2 separate regions of the Sus scrofa genome follow, and region 1 is linked to region 2. Evidence: chromatin contacts called from public Hi-C data. All regions are on one chromosome and are shown on one strand. The core of a region is the stretch at or near the end of the contact, and the rest is flanking DNA. Distances in the headings are between cores, read along the strand shown.

Evidence for each region. A called contact is a pair of places that touch in the nucleus more often than the background predicts.
Region 1: a Hi-C map of liver shows a contact between it and region 2, with 6 times the contacts expected there. The contact joins two enhancer-like sites. A contact is called at or near these places in 3 of 47 Hi-C or Micro-C datasets (alveolar macrophages, liver and skeletal muscle) and 2 of 2 datasets of contacts at active chromatin or transcription factors (alveolar macrophages and skeletal muscle).

What each region holds. Positions count from the first base shown.
Region 1 is chr1:268,562,407-268,566,971 of Sscrofa11.1, reverse strand. All of the region lies in intron 2 of SLC25A25 (solute carrier family 25 member 25), which reads right to left. Among named protein-coding and RNA genes, the nearest start is that of PTGES2, 27 kb to the left of the region's middle. Within about 2 kb of position 1,426, at least 54 of the 83 cell types and tissues checked have an H3K27ac peak or open chromatin away from gene starts, as enhancers often do. A contact at or near this core is called in liver and skeletal muscle, where this site is marked.
Region 2 is chr1:268,457,521-268,461,880 of Sscrofa11.1, reverse strand. No RefSeq gene overlaps it. Among named protein-coding and RNA genes, the nearest start is that of TRNAE-UUC, 22 kb to the right of the region's middle. Within about 2 kb of position 3,085, at least 23 of the 83 cell types and tissues checked have an H3K27ac peak or open chromatin away from gene starts, as enhancers often do. A contact at or near this core is called in liver and skeletal muscle, where this site is marked.

The DNA of each region.
Region 1 (4,565 bases), core at 177-2,676, 110 kb before region 2:
GTCTGTTGCCCAGCTCTCTTTGCGAGACACACATTCACTCTCCACAAACCAGTGTGGGTTTCACTGTCTTCTGAGCCACTGGGTTTGGAAACGGATGGACCCCTGGCTAGCTGGTGCTCTCCAGATCCCGTGTCACCTAACATGGTCCAAAGAGCCACCTGGGGGGTGGGGCTGGAATGTGAGACAGATGCTGGTACATGTTCTACCAGCTAACTGCCTGCAGACACAGACACTTGTGCTCCGCCAAGAATGACACCGATTACGTATAGGTTACCACCCTAGATTTATGATGGGGCGGAAATTGAATCTGCATGTCATTTAGGGAGGAGGCGAACACTAGGCGTGAAGCTTGTGGGTATCCAGGTTGCTCTGCCACCAACGCCATCCATGGGCCTTGTTGGGGTGGGTGCCCCTGATACAGACAACCCAAGCATGTGCTCATGCAGCTGATTTCAGATCTTCCAAGTCTGTGCTTCTCCCTCAGACCTATCTCCCTCCTAGGACCCAAATCGCCCTCCCTGCCCCCGCCCCAGGGATACCATCTGAGCTGCACTGCCATCAGGAGCACTGGGGGGGACCGCACAGGGTCTGATTAACAGAAAAGTCAGGGTGTCCTTTAGGAGGCAGGCCACCCCCACAGACTCTAGCTGTCTCCCCAACTTAAAGCAGTGATGATTTCTGCTGCCTCCTACTCCAGAGAGACGCCAGGGAAGGCTGCCCCACTCCTGCCCCTTGGTTGGTTTCACCTAGGGCACAGCCCTGTCACCTCCAACCTCCGAAGCCACGGTTCCAACTCCTGGGGCTCCAACAAGGAGCCTCCCCGCTGGCCTCTCTGCCCCCCAGCTCAGAAAGAGCCCCACAGCAGCCAGACCCGTGCCCCCACATCCTGGCCCCACACTCCTCAGAACCCGCCTCTCCGCAAAAGAATTCCTCTCCATCTCCCACAAATGCCTTCCCTGTAATTCCAGCCTTTCTGGGAAGTCACATGAGAGCCAGTCACGCCCTTGACGTAGCCCTTCAGCCGGCTCTCGCCACGCGACAGCTGCGGGAAAAAAAACCTGGCACGTTCAGAAACAGTGGGGACACGAGAGGCGGCAGGACCCTCTCCCCCGGCTCATCCATTCCCTCGGCCCACCCTGATGCGGCGTACAGACCTGCTTCCACTGGCGGAAGGTGGAGAACTCCTGGGAGGGGATAAAGACACTGAGTTTGAAGATGGATTTCAGCTCGGCGGGAAGCCCCTTGGACTCGAAGTACTGGAACTCGGTCTGAGCTTCCCCATGAGGGGCACATACAGGCACAGGCAAAGCATGCTGGCGGGAGCCGGTTCAGGCGGCGTGCGCACGGGGGAATGCTGCCCAGCCCGGCACACTTGCCCAGGATATGCCGGGGCACGGCTGTCATTGGCTGCCTGAGCCCTGCCCTTTTACTTAATTGAAAAAAGTCGCTCACTGTACTTCCCGCCCGCAGCCAATGAGCACAGGCCCCCGCGAGGAGGTGGAGGCGGCCGGCCGAGTGCGGAGGGATCAGGACTGACGTCACCTGCTCCCCAGTTAACCCTTCGGAGGCAGGCGGCGCATCCGGTCCTGCCTGGGGATCCTGCCCCAAACCTTTACCCTCTAGCTGCCAACCCCTGCAAATAAACAGAGCCTTTGGCTTGTTTTGTTTTTCTTCCACAAGGTCCCCAAACGCGTCACACAGTAGTGGTTTCTCCCCTTAGTAAATCATTCCCAACAGAAAGAGAAGTGGATGGAGGATCGACTCAGTGCTCACGGGTCGGGTGGTTTAGCCATGACGGGAGAAGCTGGTGGGGTCGGGAGTAGGGGGTGCGTCCTGGAAGTGGCTGGAAGGGGTCATTCAACTGCAGGGGGGCTGCCCCCCCGGGGGGCTGCCCCCCCCCCCCCCCCGCGCCGAGCCGGCTGAGCCCTGGACTCAGCTGCCTGGGCCACAGGGCCTTCTAGACTGTTTCAGCTGGCTCTAGGGATCTTTCTCATGCCACCTTGCCCATAAGCACCCCTTCCCCTGAAGGTGCCACCTGGGGACCCCACAAGAGCCAAGGGGCTGACATTGGAGGGGTGGGAAGAGGACATGCTAGGCCAAAGGTCATTGTGCGGGGGGGGGGGGGGGGGGGGGGGGAGGGGGGGGCTCCTCAGCAGCACCAATCTGGGGTCAACCCCGGGCCTCACTTAAGTCCCTCAGACCTAGTCTTTGTGGCCATGTCCACTCAGAACACTCAGAAGTTCAGGGGATTGTAGCTTTCTGGCCTAGAACTGTGCTGCTCCATACAAAAGTTTTTCAACTTTAAATGGATTACAATTAAAGGAAACTAGGGAGTTCCCTGGTGGCCTAGCAGGTTAAGGATTCAGTATTGCCACAGCGGTGGTGCAGGTTCGATCCCTGGTCAGGGAACTTCTGCATGCCGTGGGCATGACCAAAATAAATAAATAAATAAATAAATAAATAAATAAATAAATAAATAAAATAATAATACAAAAGTAAATGAAAGGAAAAATTCATTTCGGAGTTCCCGTCGTGGCACAGTGGTTAACAAATCCGACTAGGAACCATAAGGTTGCGGGTTCGATCCCTGGCCTTGCTCAGTGGAGTAAAGATCCGGCGTTGCTGTGAGCTGTGGTGTAGGTCACAGACGTGGCTCGGATCCCGAGTTGCTGTGGCTCTGGTGTAGGCCAGTGGCTGCAGCTCCGATTAGACCCCTGGCCTGGGAACCTCCGTATGCCGCAAGAGCGGCCCAAGAAATGGCAAAAAGACAAAAAAAAAAAAAAAAAAAAAAAAAAAAATTCATTTCCTTTGTCACATGGCCATATTTGAGATACTCAACAGCCACACAAATTCCCCATATACATCTCTATCATCATGGAAGGTTTACTGAGCAACACCGCCCTAAACTGTCCTGTTTAGGTGAGGATGAGAGAAAACCTCAGGCCCTGGGCCGTCAAGATCTGATCTTTATGTAAGGGCCAGCCCGCCACCTCCACCTCATTCCTCCCCCGGAAAGTGTCAGGTTCCTGCTGCAGAGAAGAGAGGACGACGACGTCACAGAGACGAAAAAGGAATCCATCTCGCCCTGTTCCTCTTACAGCCACTTCCTAATATAGACAAAACCTCACGACCAGGATGGGTGAAAACGGATGGGCATCGTGGGGGGACCCACCAAAGTACTTTTCTGCGTTCACTAAGAAGCTTTTAGTTAAGAACTGGAAAAAGGTTTTGACAGTAAGATACTGATGCCTCTGTGCGTCATTATGAGACGGATTTTAACAGCATATACAATATCTCGGCCTTTCTAAGAGAGACCTGATAACGAGTCTGTAAAAACAGGTCTTGCCCCGTTTCTTCCATCCACCAGGGTGGATCCCACGAGGTACCCAGAGGCAGCTCAGGATTATCCAGGCAGATTCCGGCTCAGCCTCCCCCGAAACCCCGGACACTCAGCTGCCTCTTAAGCCACCCAAATCCAGAACGTTCTGCCTTGGGGCTATTGTTACATACCTCCTATCTCTACGCTTGGGGTCCTTGAAGGCAGAACCTTAGTGCCTCCTTGCCTGCAAAGAGCCCTTGCCTTGCTCATGGAAGGTACTTGACAGAAGCAGTTTCTGAATGACCTCGGCAGGCCTCTGAGACCCCGAGAAACAAACACAATCACCCTTGATGAGGACCCCTCCGTTGCTTTTTTTCCCCAAGGGTCTGCGAAGAGAGTCTGCAGGGTACTTTAATCCACCTCAATGGACAATATATTACTATTTTTAGTTTAAAGGAAATAAAAAAAAAAAAAAAAAAAAGGAAATCCACATTTCTAAGTAAAAGAGCTGAACTTTGCTGAACTTCCTGTGTTAAATATTCACGTGTGCTTCTGAAACAAAAATGACACAGATCTGTTGACGTGTCTCTCTTTCCAATGATCACTCGAGTCCTTCCAACTCAAACTGGCAAATGTTTTGACTGAATAAATACGTTGTTCAACTGGAGATGCTCATTTCCCAATAAACTATAGATTTCAAATAATTCTGGTAAACTTCATTGTGCTATTGAGGGTTTGGGGGGTTCTTTGGGGGGATGTATTTACAAGACAAATCTGAGAAGAGATTTGGAAACGATGCCAAATGAAAGTGAAATCAATATTCAGGAGACAACAAAAAATTATGAACGTTTTATCTAACATGGGCAACTATCTTCTAGAAAAAACAGAACAGAATCTCTTTGATTATAACAGAGGCGCATGACGCTATAGGCCAATGAGGTCACAGTGTCAGGAAACATTCTCTGGAAAGTTCTGCACACATTTGTTAATTCTACCCTGATGTTACAAATCGTAGGAAAAAAAGAGGGCTCCAACGCATTTTCTTTTGCAACTGTCATCTTCACTGGACACACGTAAACTGGCGTATGTTCTTATTTATTTAAACCATCCACCCACCTGAGCTGCACAGGTCATGCAGAACTCCGTTCTCACACAGAAAATGGAACTTGGGAGTTCCCAGCGTGGCTCAGTGGTTTATGAATCTGACTAGGATCCATGAGGACTCGGGTTTGATCCTGGGCCTCGA
Region 2 (4,360 bases), core at 1,836-4,335:
TGTTTCCCTGTGTGTTGGGTGTCATGGCAACAGCCGGGTACACAGCTCCAGCCTGACCCAGTTTGAGCAGGTAGAGCAGGTGGTACGTTGCACTATTCCCCAACCTTATCTTTCTGAGGCCTCTTTACAGCCCATCGTCCTCACAGCTACTGTGTTCTCAGGGCCTGTGCTATGTGCCAGGCGCTGTGCTGAGAGTTTTGCAAGTGCTACGTCTGTTAATCTCCTTGGCCATCCAGAGAGGCCACCTGGCTGGAAATGCAATTGGGAAAATAACCTTTTTTTTTTTTTTTTGTCTTTTTGCTATTTCTTTGGGCCGCTCCCGCGGCATATGGAGGTTCCCAGGCTAGGGGTCCAATCGGAGCTGCAGCCACCGGCCTACGCCAGAGCCACAGCAACACGGGATCCGAGCCGCTTCTGCAACCTACACCACAGCTCACGGCAACGCCGGATCGTTAACCCACTGAGCAAGGGCAGGGAACGAACCCGCAACCTCATGGTTCCTAGTCGGATTCGTTAACCACTGCGCCACGACGGGAACTCCGAAAATAACCATTTTATCATTAGAGTTGAAACTGCCTCTGATTGTGCGCCACTAGGTCCCAGGGGCCTGTGGAGCACCTCGACTGCGTGGTTGGGTGACTCCTTGAACCACCCCGTGAGCGGGTGAGGTAGCTGGGGTCAAGAGACCTAAAGCGATGGACCCGTGTCCCTCAGCTAGGGAGTGGCAGAGCCATGATTTAAATTCAGGCAGGTCCAGCTCCAGGGCCCTGCCTTGCCTTGGTGGCAGAGGGCTGGAAGCAGCAACAGCCCCATGGAATGTCCCCGAACCTTTGAATGAGGTTCTTTTGGGGGCATCGGGTGGTACTGGGAAGTCCAGATTTGGATCATTTCAAGGCACTGGGCCAGATCCCGTGAGATCTGAGGGAAAGGGGCCTCCGGGCCTTAGGTGGGGGCAGGGCTGAAGTCACTGCTGTGGATTCAGGGCCAGGCACGGGCTGGCACTAGGACTCATTGGGCATTTGCCAAGGTCTCTGCCAGAGGCCTTCCAAGCAGATGCATCTGAACGGCCCTAGGGAGGCTTCCCCAGGGGTCCACGAGGGATGCAGAGGTCCCAGCCAAGTCTGGTGAGTTGGGAAGCAGTGGGCCAGGCTGTGGTCTCCCCAGGGCGGGCTTCCAGCCTTGAGCCAATCTGTCTTTCAGGCAGGAGGAATCCCAAACATCCTGAGTAGTCTCCGTGCCCAGCTGGCACTGGTCCGGTGGCCTGCCCCGTGCACGTGGCTGGTGGTGAGAGGGAGGCGTTGACTTCCCCCTGGGGGAGCCAGGCGGAGCGTGCCTCCTTGGCCAGTAGATAGGGAAGCCGAGGCTGGGGCAGAAATGTCGTGGTTCAGGGTCACTTCATACGAGGAGCTAAGGGCACAGCTGCGTGGACTCTGGTCAGCTCTGACCTCTGTTCCTGTGCCTTAGGACCCCCTCTTTGCAGGCAGGAGCGGGCTGGGCCAGAAAGGGAAGAGGGTGCCCAGGCTTCCTGCCCTGGACTTGGGAGCCTGGCCATCTGAGCAGCAGACCTGGTGCCTGAGGGAGGCTCCCCCCTCATTCTTTCCTTGAATTCTCACTGATCTCCTTAGTGAGGTTTTTACTGGGCAGCCTTTTGAAAAAGGGCACGCCTGCTCCAGCACAGAGGCTGCCTCCCCTCCATGGGCCCAGCCTTGAGCAGGCGGGCATGGAAGGCTTCCGAGGGATGTTTAGGATTTGGGGGTGTGAAGAGGGCCCTGGACAGGTCAGCCCTGCAGCTAGGCCAGGTCTTTGCACACACACTGCAGGCTTGGTTGGGCCTCTGCTTCCCTCTGCCTCCCTCCTGGGAAAAGGCTGCAGACACTGCTTGTATCTGCTGCCCCGCAAGGCCTGCTCTCACTCGCCTTAACATGGAGTTGGTGTGGAGATGGACAGATGGTTCTGTCCCTGGGGCCCAAGGGGACAGGGATGTGGCGGTGCAATGGGACCCCGAGGCAGGCAGGGCATCCACTTCCGTGCTCGGTGCAGGAGCGCTGGAGACAGAGCAGGGAGGGCGAGGGAGGCCAGCAGGCATGGGTCCCTATTCCACACTTAGCGAGCACCCTCTTGGTCCTGGGCTTTCAGAAGCGACTGGGACCAGACAGCCCTGCTTCCTCTTCATGGGGTGGTGACGGTGTGTCTGGGGGCATCTCGGAGACTTCAGAGCTGGGCAGATCTGGGACAGGTCCTCCCAGGACTGACTGTGGAGGCATTTGTCCATCTGTTAGGCAGGTGTCAATTGGGCCCCCACCCCCAGGCTGGACATGCCTTTGCCCTCATGGCGCTCATGACGGCCCAGGATGGGACCGATCACTGTGGTGGGGGGACTTCCCCCAGGAGGTGACCCTTCACAGAGCCTTGAGGGCCAGAGGGGATCGGACTGGAGACAGGTTGGGAAGAGGTTGGGCAAAGGCCCCTGGTGGGAAGGCACTTGGTCCAGGGCGAAGCAAGAGGCTGGCACAGTTGGGGCCGGCTGGAATAAATGAAGATGGGGTAGCTGGGCTGGACCGCTTTTGGCTTTGGGGGTCCAGCCAAGGGACAGGGGAGCAGGGTGCCTGGTTTGCTGATTAGGACACTGGCTCTTGGCTGCCAGGTGGAGAAGAGGCAAGGGGGCCGGACCGGTGTTCAATAAGGATAGTTGAGTGGCTGTGCTGGTGGTGCTGGCCTGGTTGGGCTGTGGCAGCAGAAGGAGGAGAGTGGGCAGACTGGAGAGAAGGTGGGCAGGCCAGGTGGGCCCGTGGGTTTCCTTGTCCCTAGCACCACACCTGGCACTTAGTAGGTGCTGGAAGGTGCAAGTACAGAGAGCACAGTGGCCAAATGTGGCCAGGGTTTTGTTGCCCTCTGCAGCGCTCTTAGTTTTTGACTGCATACAAATCCAGACTCTTGGCTTCTTTTAAATAGGAAGATCTGGCAGCAGTGTCACGTGGCAGCATTTGGCCCAAGGGGATTTGCAACTGCCTCTGCCCTGGGCTGCCCGCTCTGGGCTCCTCCTGGCCCCAGTGCACACCCTTGGATCCCTGACTGTGGTCTGCCAGCCTGGCCCCGGGGCTCCTGTGGACGGCCTTGTGTGTGCAAGCTGGGGGCTGAAGAGGCGGGTGCTTGCAGAGAGACATCCTGCTGGCAGCCTGCAGAGGCCACCCGTGGCAGCCAGGCCATGGCACCAGGCCAGCTCCGAGAGCTCTCTTGGGGTCAGACTCTGCTGCTGGTGCTTTTGGTGAGGCCTAAAGCTGCCCAGCCTGTGCTTGGCCTTGGTGTCTGCTCCTTGGACCTGCCTTTCTCGCCAGCTGGCCACACCATTGGCAGGTGCCAGCCTGGCAGCCCCTACCAACTGGCCTGCCAGCCTGGCAGTGGTAGAACCCTGACCCGAGGTGATCTGGTTCTGTGGAGCCAGGGCTGTTCACTGAGACCGTTTCCTCTGAGCTCTGCCTGGGAGCCACTCTGGCCAGGGCTTCTTAGTAGGAGTCTGATGGCCCCGAGTGCCTGTGAACTCTGCTTGTTCAGGACCTGGAAGTCCTGACTTGTGTTCAGGAAGCCCTGTCTGGACCTCGTGATAGCTGCTAGCACGTCTGCCCACCAGCCTCGGGAGCCTGGGAACGCGGTGTGTGGAGTCTGGTGATGGCCGTGTAGTGACTGCGTGGTCACTTGCCTGCTGCTGGGATGAGCAGAATAACACGCGTGGCAGCTGGTGTAGATTTACCCTCATCTCATCAGACAGGCCTGGAAAGGTTCGAGCTGGGCAGAGAAATCAGATTTGCTGCTAACGAAACCTGGAACTGCCATGGGGCGAGGGCGTGGGGTATCTTTCTTCATTATCTACCTTGTCTGGCAAGTGGTTTGGGTTCTGGGGACTTGTCCAGACCTGCCCCCTGGGCCCCACATGTACTCTGTGACCTGAGATCTGTCACCCCTGGACCTTCTGGCTCTCCATGGGGTCACACTGTGCCGTTGGTGGCCTTGGTGAGGCCTGAAGCTGCCAGCCTGTGTCTGGCCTGGATGTCTGCTTGAGGCTGTCATTGCAAAGCCTTGGTCTCTGCCCTAAGCCTCTTTGGTGCTGGGGGCTTGGAACAGCTCTCGAATGCAGGCCTGAAAGCACCCGCCTCCTCCCTGCCCAGAGGTCACCTGGGAGGGGGCCCCTCTGGTTGGGAGGAAGGAGCCCTGGGGAGGACTCGCCACCTGTGCGGTCAGGCTGGTGCCTTGCCCCTTGCAGGCCTGGGTGGGGAGGACACTCCCATCCTCCTCTGCCTCTTGTTGGTGCGACCTTGAGTGGGGGACTTGGTCCCCAAGGCTCAGTGGCCCTCCCAACCGAGCG